Regions from separate parts of the Mus musculus genome. Here region 2 is linked to region 1. A link is a contact called in public HiChIP or PLAC-seq data. All regions are on one chromosome and are shown on one strand. Each heading gives the region's core, a stretch centred on a gene start, on an enhancer-like site or on the middle of the called end of the contact. The rest is flanking DNA. Distances are from core to core; before and after follow the strand shown.

What was found. HiChIP or PLAC-seq counts read pairs in DNA pulled down with a chosen protein or histone mark.
Region 2: a RAD21 HiChIP or PLAC-seq map of pro-B cells shows a contact between it and region 1, with 7 times the contacts expected there. The contact joins the enhancer-like site here to the promoter of 5730488B01Rik in region 1. A contact is called at or near these places in 1 of 39 promoter capture datasets (the C10 cell line), 1 of 15 datasets of contacts at CTCF or cohesin (pro-B cells), 4 of 484 Hi-C or Micro-C datasets (the 63-12 cell line, B cells, large pre-B cells and 1 more), 5 of 115 datasets of contacts at active chromatin or transcription factors (the 230-238 cell line, embryonic midbrain, embryonic stem cells and 2 more) and 2 of 9 other capture datasets (adipose tissue and liver).

Annotation. Positions count from the first base shown.
Region 1 is chr4:44,701,065-44,705,634 of GRCm38.p6, reverse strand. It overlaps 5730488B01Rik (RIKEN cDNA 5730488B01 gene), which reads right to left and starts at 2,835. Exons shown (of 1, transcript NR_073462.1): 1 at 525-2,835. The region is part of intron 1 of Pax5 (paired box 5); the gene reads left to right.
Region 2 is chr4:44,777,282-44,782,467 of GRCm38.p6, reverse strand. The region is part of intron 2 of Zcchc7 (zinc finger, CCHC domain containing 7); the gene reads right to left. Among named protein-coding and RNA genes, the nearest start is that of Zcchc7, 23 kb to the right of the region's middle. Within about 2 kb of position 1,782, at least 12 of the 459 cell types and tissues checked have an H3K27ac peak or open chromatin away from gene starts, as enhancers often do. A contact at or near this core is called in the 230-238 cell line, pre-B cells and pro-B cells, where this site is marked.

The DNA of each region.
Region 1 (4,570 bases), core at 1,586-4,085:
AGAGCTTTGCTGGATCGAAGAATTCTGTCTTCTAGAAGCCTGTTCATTTTTGTCCTAAAATCTACAAGAACTCTAGTGAGGAAGGTCAGGTTTTCCTCTACCAGGTGGCCATCCTGATGCTACACTGCCAGGCTCTTGCAAATGGAGGTAACTGCACAGCCACTGGCTTCCGGTGCTCTCATTAGCTCTGGATGCCGGTGGACTCCTTCCCTTTTTAAAGAGGCCTTGCACCAGATGCGGAAATCCTCTTGTTGACAGAAGCTTTGAGCTAAGAGCATCACCAGCTCCCAAGGGACCTATCAGCTCCTAGGCTAAGACAACAGAAAGGATCTATGCCTCTGTACTTGAGGCAACCTGGTCCAAGCTTTGGAGACTCCCCAAATTTCTGGTAACCTTCAAATAATATTTCCCCAGTTCTGCCTTTGGTTAGTGCAATGCTGGGGCCTCTGTGGATAGAAGAATGATAGAGGAGGATACAGAGGAGACGGCCGTTGCTTAGTGGATTCTTGATAAACTTAGGAAATGGAAGGAACCAGCATCAAAGACTTCTTTACTAAACTCTGCCCATTTTACAGAGGAGCAAAGTGAGGTCTAAAGCGGCAGATATACACACAGAAATCTGCCGCCTAGACCGAAAATCGGATCTCTATTGTGCTGAACGTCTACCTCTAAAATCTGTGGATGTTTTTCTATTTTTGTTTTTTGTTTTTTCTTTTCATTCTGGAGATCTCTCTCCCATCCTTACTCTTCTTCGACCCTGTCTCGGTTGCTCCCAGTCTCTAAGCGCATCCTAAAATCTCGACGGCCCTCCGAAAGGTCGGCTCTGTGGGACCAAGAGCATGGCTCTCCAGACACTGCGTGGGCTCTGTTCTCTCTCTACCCCTTTTCCACCCGAGAACCACTAGGCCTTCTCCCCACGCGTTTGTCAATGAACGTGGCGCCGCAGCTTGGGCCCCGCCCCCCATTCTCTCCCATTGCCCAGGTACCGGCTAATCAGGCGGAGCCCGTGGGTTGCTTAGCCAATAGGGCAGTATATCGGGCTAGGGCCGGATGCCCCTGTTCTGATTGGCTTGATGGGGCATGATTGGCAGGTGAGCTCTCGCCCCGCCCCCGCCCGGAGGGAGGCTGAGCCCCGGGCGGCGCTGTCCACACGCAGCGGGTCCTGAAAGCGGCTTCGGGGCGGCGCGGTGGCGCACTGTGCGCGCCGAACAGGCGGAGGGCTAGCGCCGGCGGCGGCGGCGGCAGAGCAGGCATTAGAGCCGGCAGGGGCTTCATCTCAGCACCGACAGCCTCGGCGGCCCCGGCGGTCCGGGCGGCAGGGACCCTCATCCTCTCTGCACCCCTCGCTCCACGCTGGGCAGACGCGGCGGCTGTCCCGGAAGAGGCAAGGCAGGGACAATCCACCCGGAACCCCGAGATCGGGCAGCGGGGCTCCAAGAGTTGGTAGCGTGAACCACAGCCAGGCGCGAAGGGGCCGGGAGCTGCGGGGCCCGCGGGAACTTTGAAGGCAAGCGGGTCCCGGGCTTCGAGGGTTGCAGCTTCGGGGCGCACCGGGCTCCCAGCTTCAGCAGCTGCAGCATTTCAGACTCCGCCGCGGCCCCTGCGCGACAGGAGAGGGAGTTCTCTGTAACTTCGTCGGAGACGTCAGAGAGCCGACAGAAGAGAGGTGGAAGGGGAGGTCCGGCTCCAGAGACACGGAGAAGCGGGAAACAAGAAGGACCTGGCGGAGGCCGAAGGGTGGGCAGACCCTCGAGGCAGCAAGACCGAAGCAGCCTGGCAGTCCGCGGCCTCGCTGCCCCGGACTGAGACGGAGGGCCCTGCGCTCGCGGCCTCCTGCAGGCTGCTGGTCCCGCGCCGGGCTCCCCTAGCCGTCCTGGAGGTGGGCCCCTGCGCTATGCCCTCGACGCCGCTAGCGCTTGGGCCGCAGCTTCTCTGGTGCGGGCCGGGAGCCGCCGCTTGAGCCCGCCGAGGAGCGAAGCTAGCGGGAGTTGGGCGCCCGCTCCCAGACCGACTGGCTGAGAGCACCGTTTCCCGCCTCTCGGCTCAGCTCTCCGCGATCTTCCGCAGGCGGCTCCGAGAGGGACCCCACGGCTGCAGAGGTGTTTTCTGATCTCTGCTCACACTGTGCCCGGCCTGGTGGCGCGGTTCCCTAGGCGCCCTGGGCAGTCCTTTGGCGCCGAGAGGCAGCGGCGTGGGCCGGCCTACAGTCTGGAGCGCCCCGATGGAAATACACTGTAAGCACGACCCGTTTGCATCCATGCATAGTAAGTAGGCGGCGAGCTCGCTTCTCTCACTCTCCGGCCGGGATCGGGTTGGGGGTGCCGGAGTGCGGGGTAAGATACTAAGTCCTGAAGGACTCGGGACCTCTGTAGCTGCGTAGACAACTTCGCAAAGTGCAATGTTTTCAGGTAGCGGACGCCGCCGAGGCCGAAGCGCCTGGTGGGTGAATCCCGCCTCCAGCAACGAGGTAGAGTAGGCAGCGAGCTGTAGCCTTTCCCGAGCTCTAGCCGCTAGTTCTCAGAACCCTGGTTCATACGCATAGACAGCTCGGGACTGGGTCAGTTGGAGGGCAGGAAGTTTGAATAGAGGTCAGTGAGAGTCTCAGCCAGCGCTCAACATCCCAACTCTGTTGGCGCCTTTTTCAGCCATGGGACTAGGCAAGACTGATGCTTAAAAGGAAAAGTAGAGCCCCGACCAGTCCCTGAATATGTGAAGAAAGAAGTGAAAGTTAAGAAGGGGCACCAGGTCCAGGATTCCAAATGCGCCCTGGATCGAGGAGAGGGGATTTAAAGAATCAACGAAGTCAGGGTCCCTAAGCTACACTTCAGTTTAGGTGTCGGCCAGTACATACAGAGACCTTTAAAGACATCATTGGGTCCTTCTCTGTAGGATGTCTACCTTGAGATGGCTTCTCTACTAGAAAGAAAAAGAAAGAAAGAAAGAAAGAAAGAAAGAAAGAAAGAAAGAAAGGAAGGAAGCAAGCTAATTAGTCACATGCAGGCATCCCTGCCTTCTGAAAGCCTGTGCAGTGTAAGAGACCGGCAGGGTCATTTCGGACACCGGTAGGGCCCTGCTGCCTGACCCACAGGGATCCTGCCAGTTCACCCATTAACACAGCCTCCTATGAGACAAGCGCTCTTCTCACGGTGAGTTAACGCTGGATTAGATTCGGAGATTTCAAGGAAATTCCAAGTGGAACGAATCGCGTTTCCTTTCTGTTGGCTGTAGACTCGGCCAGGGGAAGGCGCCAGGCTTTGGCAGACTGCACTCGGGTGCCCAGCTCGAGTCTCTGTGGGTTGCAGATCTCAGAGTAACTCCGTGGCTAGCAGCCGGCTGCAAGCTTTTTAAACCTCAACCAGCCGGGATCCCGCTACTCTAGCCGTGGGTCCCCTATTTAACAAAGGCATAGAGACCCGGCTAGAGAGAAGGCAAGGTGAAGCAATAATCTTCGTGTCTTCCACCAAGAACTGAGTGGCCTGGTAGCAGGGGAAGGTTTGCTTAGGCAGCCAAAGCGGGCTTCAAGCAGGTCAGCTTCTCTTTGTGTCAATATCCCAGTCGGAGGTAAATCTCCCGAGCGAGCAGCGACAAGATTCGCGCAGAGAAGCTGCTTGCTCTGGTCCCAGCCCCAACGATTCCTCCCCTTTAGGAGACTGGGTTTAAGCGGTTTCCAGTCCACCATGGCTCCAGCGTTTCCCGCAGCATTTTCATGCGCAGACTGGCTCTAGAGCCTCTCTGCTCTCACTCAGAACGAACCTGAAAACAAACGAGTTGGGGGCAACACTCTGAGGTGGGCAAGAAACAACTGGGAGGCAAGATGGGTAGGGCTGGCTCCCGTGCTTCTGGCAGAAATCCAAAGGCCTGCACTGCCTCTCTCTGTCCAGAGTTCTGCTGCCCAGAGGTCGTGCCCAAGCCCGTGGGGAGACAGCATCAGATTTGGTGGTCTTGCGGTGTGCATTCGTGTGGAGAGGCAGCTCCTTCCAGGTGCAGGTTAACCAACTGCTAATGTCTCAGCCTTCCTGCCGGCCCTTCAATCTGCCCCCTCCTCGGGAAATCCTCCCTCCTCCCATTCTCAATCTCCCTGGCAGCACAGTGGGGGCTGGGCAAGCCTAGCTTCCAGAGCTAGGGGAAGCCCTTGGCGTCTTTGGAAAGACCTTAGTTAGCTCTTATGCCTAAAGCTGTTTGCTTGCACAATGTAATCTGTCTCTGGGTCCTTATTTGCTGGTGATGGGGGCAGAGAAAATAGGTTCTGCAAGGTGACAGGTGTACTAGGATTCTTCTTTCATCTTTTTTCTCTTCTCTTCTCTTCTCTTCTCTTCCTTTCCTCTCTCTCTCTCTCTCTCTCTCTCTCTCTCTCTCTCTCTCTCTCTCTCTCTCTTTCTTTCTGGCCCTGGTCAGTTTTTCCTTGTTACCTCCCTTCTTCTCCCACCCCCCACAACCAGTTCTGCACAGGACAGTTTCTGTCGAGAAGGACAGACATTTGACTTCTGGGTTCAGAGGTACCCCACACTCTGTTCCAGTTCCACCAAGCTCACTGGCACAGAGGCCCTCCCCCAGATGTTTCCTTCCCCCA
Region 2 (5,186 bases), core at 533-3,032, 78 kb before region 1:
CCTAATTGGCAATGAGAAACAGTAGCTTTAATACAAAACCTTTCAATGTCAAAATAAGAATACAAATCTTAAAATTTTTGACAAATTCTGCAACCTTCTTCTCCAAATTCTGAGGAGCCTTGTCTAAAGAAGAAGTGTCCTGTAAGAAATGACAGTCTACTGTGCCCTGTCCCCTGGCCATTTGTATGGCATTGTATCTCGCCCACATACCTCTAACCCTGAAGGAAAGTATCTTCCCTTTGCTGTACCTCTAGGTTTTTCTCCTGCAGATCCTGACTTCTACTACACTATAAGACCTGCAAAGTCAGGCTCTGTACTTGATTCATCTCTGTATTCACCAGGACATCCACAGTGTAACACAGTAGGCCCTGATTAGTCCTTGATTAAATGAATGGCTATGAATCTTAGTTTTGGTTATTATTTGTTGTCTTAGATTATTTGTCTTTGTTCTCAATCAATAAAAGATAACCAAAAAGTTTACAGGTTTCATAATTAAATCCTTAAATAATAAAAACAACAAATTAAATATATTTTGCTAGAATATGAAGAAACAATTACTTAGAGATACCAGACAAAAAACAAGTAAGTGGAGCTTTATAAATTTAAATGGAGCAAAACATCCCTTTTAGTTAAACTCCAATGTTAGACTCTAGAAATAAGTAAGCTCTAGTAAAAATTAGCTAACCAATACTGGTGATTTTCAACTCTAACTGTTGTTCAAGAGGCCAATTGGACTAGCTGAACCATTAACAATATCACAGTGTGTAAGTAGCTATCTTGTGCCTGGTATCTTTCAAACAATATACTAAAACTTTTAAATAAAACCTATCAAATATATACTTAGTTACAGACAAAAGCCACAAATATTTGGTCTTCATTAAAAAGCTATAAAAAAAAATCAGTTGTAAGTTCAATATACTAAAACATTGATGGTATCTTATAAGCTTAATAAAAGCACAGTATGAACTATAACGTTTAATCCTAATAGAACATCATGACTTTTATAAAGAAAAGTCATTTTTATTGCAGGAAACAAAAGCCCCAAGCATTAGAGACTGTATATAAAAGTTAGCCTTTGGATTTAAATACTAACCGTGTTTTTGTTCTATTCATCTACACAACTCTCATTTATCTTCTTAGATTTGTATTGTTCCTTTTGTCTTACTTAATTTATATAATAAAAAAATTACATCTCTATACCAATATTAAACATCTTAAAAGTAGTTTAGCAACATTTGGTAGCCTTCATCTGAGTAAATAGAAAAGGCGTTATCTAAAAGTCATTTTTATTTAGCAGAGCACTTGCCAATTACAATAAAATGCCTATTATTCCAAGAACTTCATTATAAATCAAACAATAATCTTTAATGGTCTTAAAGTAAAACAACTTACTTCAAGTTCTTAAACTTCCACTGAACTTTTTAAAAGTGGCCTGGCTTGAGGTTGTGTGACTAGCGCAATACATAACAGAAAGAGTGACAGGGCAAGTACTCCCCACGTGCTGCATCATCTGCTCACAACAGTCACTACTGCATGAGCTGCCCGCCCTAAAGGAGCAGAAGCCCTAAGGAAGTATCTTTACTACAGCTCAACCTTTCATAATCTATTCTTTCATTTTCTTAATTAACATCCAGAATTAATGAGTTTTCTAATGCAGTGTCATATATATTTAGTTGTGGTCGATACCCAACTTCTGACCCACCCCTGTGTTCCCTTCAGCCTCAAGTATTTCCCTTTCCATGTCCAGACCATATGCATTCTGCTACCCTCCCCCACACTCCTCTCTCAAGGTCTACTTCTCCTTTCTTGAGCACCTTTCCACCTTCCTGGCATCTACCCATGCTCACTCCCACACAGAAACATTACAAGCTAGTACCTCCAAGAGAGAACATGTGGGACTTAACATTCTGAGCCTGGATTGCCTCATTCAATATATTATTTTCCAGTTCCATCTACCTTTTACATTTCCTGTTGAATGCTAATACCTGGATCTGCTCTCTACCAAGTACTTAAAAGTTAAACATCAAATTAAAAAGGAAATAACAAAGGGTTGATCCATCTAAAAAGTATTCCATAGAACAATAAGAATATTAATTTCAAGTGAATTTTTATTAACTCAGAGGTGAATTTGATTTGCAACTTAGTATCTATTTGATTTCTTTCCACTTCCTTTAAAGTTAAATACAGAAACGGTAAGAGGAGAGGCTTGTCTTTTCCTATTGCCATGCCATTTCACTAATGATCCACCTCTGGCTCTCTACAGACCTTCAGAAAATGTTAGTGAGACTACACGCTTAATCTGAAAGAAGCTGCGTGCTTTCCCATGGGATGGATGACCAACCACAAGGGGAGGGAACTGATTCAATTCCTGTAGCGAGAAAATCTTCAGGTTACTTTATACAGCTACCATACACTCTTTTCTTATTTTTTTCAAAGCTTCCATCTGGAGAATCTAAGCATATTTCAATTACAATTAAAGAGAAAGGTAAGAAAAATAGTATATGTAGATTTTTGTAGAAATGCCTTTCCCAAAAAGTTAAATACACAAATCTTAAATTGTAAGGGCTAGCCAAAGTGGGGCAGCTATACCTCAGAAGCAGTATATTTCATAGCTATCTGAATCATAAAATCTTACATATTCAACGCTACAGTAATCTCAGTAACAAAAATGTTAGGCCCTATAGCAAAGGTCTTCAACAGAATCGTACAATCTAATACGATAGATCAAATAATCTGAGATTTAGAAACTCAACAATTCAGTTAAAGTAGAAATCACATTTACCTAAACTGCAATTATAACATAATATTTGAACTGTGTAACACATTCATCCATTAACAGTGAATGCATAGGAAAATGTGTATTCTACACTTCAAGTACAAAGCTCATATTCTATCTAAATACATTTATTTAATATATGTAAGATAGATATATATGTGTGTGTGTGTGTGTGTGTGTATATATATATACACACACACACACACACACACACACACACACACACATACACACACACACGAATTAGCAGACAACTTATCTTTTAATTTGGTTATATTTCTTGCTTTTAGATGAAATGACCATAACTAACTAATCCAACTTGTAAGAACAATTTTGACTAAAATTTTACTAAAATATTTCAACATGCTAAGTGAGGAATTATGTGAAGAAGCACTACTAAGAATTTTTACCTCACAGTTTTAAAAGCAATCATTAATGTAATAAGCAACTAAACCGTTGGGTATGTTTCTTTTCTCCTTTTTACTCATTTATAATGGCATAAAGAATCAACTCCGGATTCTTTCCTTCTAAATTAAGGTTTGCTTATATACCTGGCAATTATCTTGATTCTAGAATTCTTATGTTCTGCTTTAAAAGCTCAAATGTAGAAACTTACACTTTGGGGCTTCTTTGCATATATTTCTCCTGATAAATTACATATTCACAAAAATGAACATAATCTTAAGAAATATGCATACAAATATGAAGTAGACTTCCAAAACCATGAAATATTGATAAAGTTAGCCCTTTTTGAAAACTACAAAAATCAAAAAAGAAAACTTTAAACACTTATTTAACTTCCTCACTTTCTTGTCAGTTTTTAGTAATAGTCATTTCTTAATCAAGAGAAAAATCTCTGGAAAGTTAAGTGTTTATTAAAATTCTCGATGAACAGCAAAGCACTGCTGGAAGACTTCTCTAGTCCATCCATCCCTTTAAATAATCAAACAATAAAACAAATATTACAAGAACAAGGCTGACAAAAAATCATAATGAACCTCTCAGATGAGAAACTAATTGGTACTAAGTACACAATGGCTTACATTTAATCCTGTTAATAACCACACAAAAAAAGAAATAAAAGACTCACTTTTCAGTCATCTCTCTGGACCACTGGGCTAAAATAACAGCATGACTAAATCTGACATTGACCCCGTGGCCCTGCTAGGAGTTAAAAGAATTCCTTTGAGCCTTCTGAGGCCTGTTTTCAACTGCTCCAGAAGGGGTGGGCTAGTCACACACACTTGTTAGCCTTCTTTACAGTAACAGGTCAAATTAGAAATGGTCACATACACTGTAATATAAAGCAGCACTTACTTTACGGCTGCCCAGAAAAGAATGCTAGCGTAGTTATATATGGCTCATAAAGTATCTTGATGACTGAAATATGATTACAGTTATGAGAATTTGTCCAAATAACATTATTAAAAATAGAACTTTAAAAACCAAATTCAGAATAAACTCAAATTAACAAAAAAAAACACTAAACAATATTCAAGAACAAACATTAAACTATAAAAAAATTAATTTCACTTTTTTTTTCTAGATTAATCAAGTTTTTAGCAGCCAACTAAATGAAAATATGCTTTGTGAATTTTCACAAGCTTTCTCAACATGAATCTTCAAAGACATTTTAGAGCAAAGATACAAATTTACCTGAAAGCAGCTTTCTATTTCATCCTTTTCTGAAATACAATTTACCTCCCACCCCAACAAAGAAGCCAATGCAACACCAGCAATGGGATAATCAAGGATACAATCTGCTACTCTTCACAATGCTTCCTCCCAGTATTAATATTGCTAATTATGCATGTGTATCCTGAAAAATGCCAGGACTGTATTTCTATTTCAAAGTGTAATCACTAAAAACTTTAAAAGCCAACTGCTAGCATGTATCCTGTATCTTTTTCTCATATCTGCACCTGTTTTTTAAAAAAGGCTCCAATTTATATCAATATTTAAAATTAAAAGTTCAAAAATTTCTGAATACTAAAAAGTGATATCCTTACAACCTGAAGAAAGAAAGTTGTATTATGGCATACCTGAATTAGAAGCAGTTTCTAAAGCAAAATATAAAAATTAATTTTTGTGATTCCCCTTCTCTACTCTTATATAGACCTCTTATAATTTTAGATTTTCATATTAATAAGCTTTAATAAATACAATCACTTATTGGGCAGTAATACTAAGTTTCACGGTACTTCTTGTTAATGTTTTAAAACATATATTGCTTTAGAATAGAGGCCAGAGAAACATTATAGCACTTTTCACTATCAAGCCTTGTCAAGCATGTTCAACCCTTTTAGTATTTTAAAATGGAGTTTCAGCACTTTCGTCTCTTAAAACTCTCTATTGGTCTGTCAGCTGGAGTCACTTGAAGCAGACAATTCCTTGCCCCCTCCCCCAACTT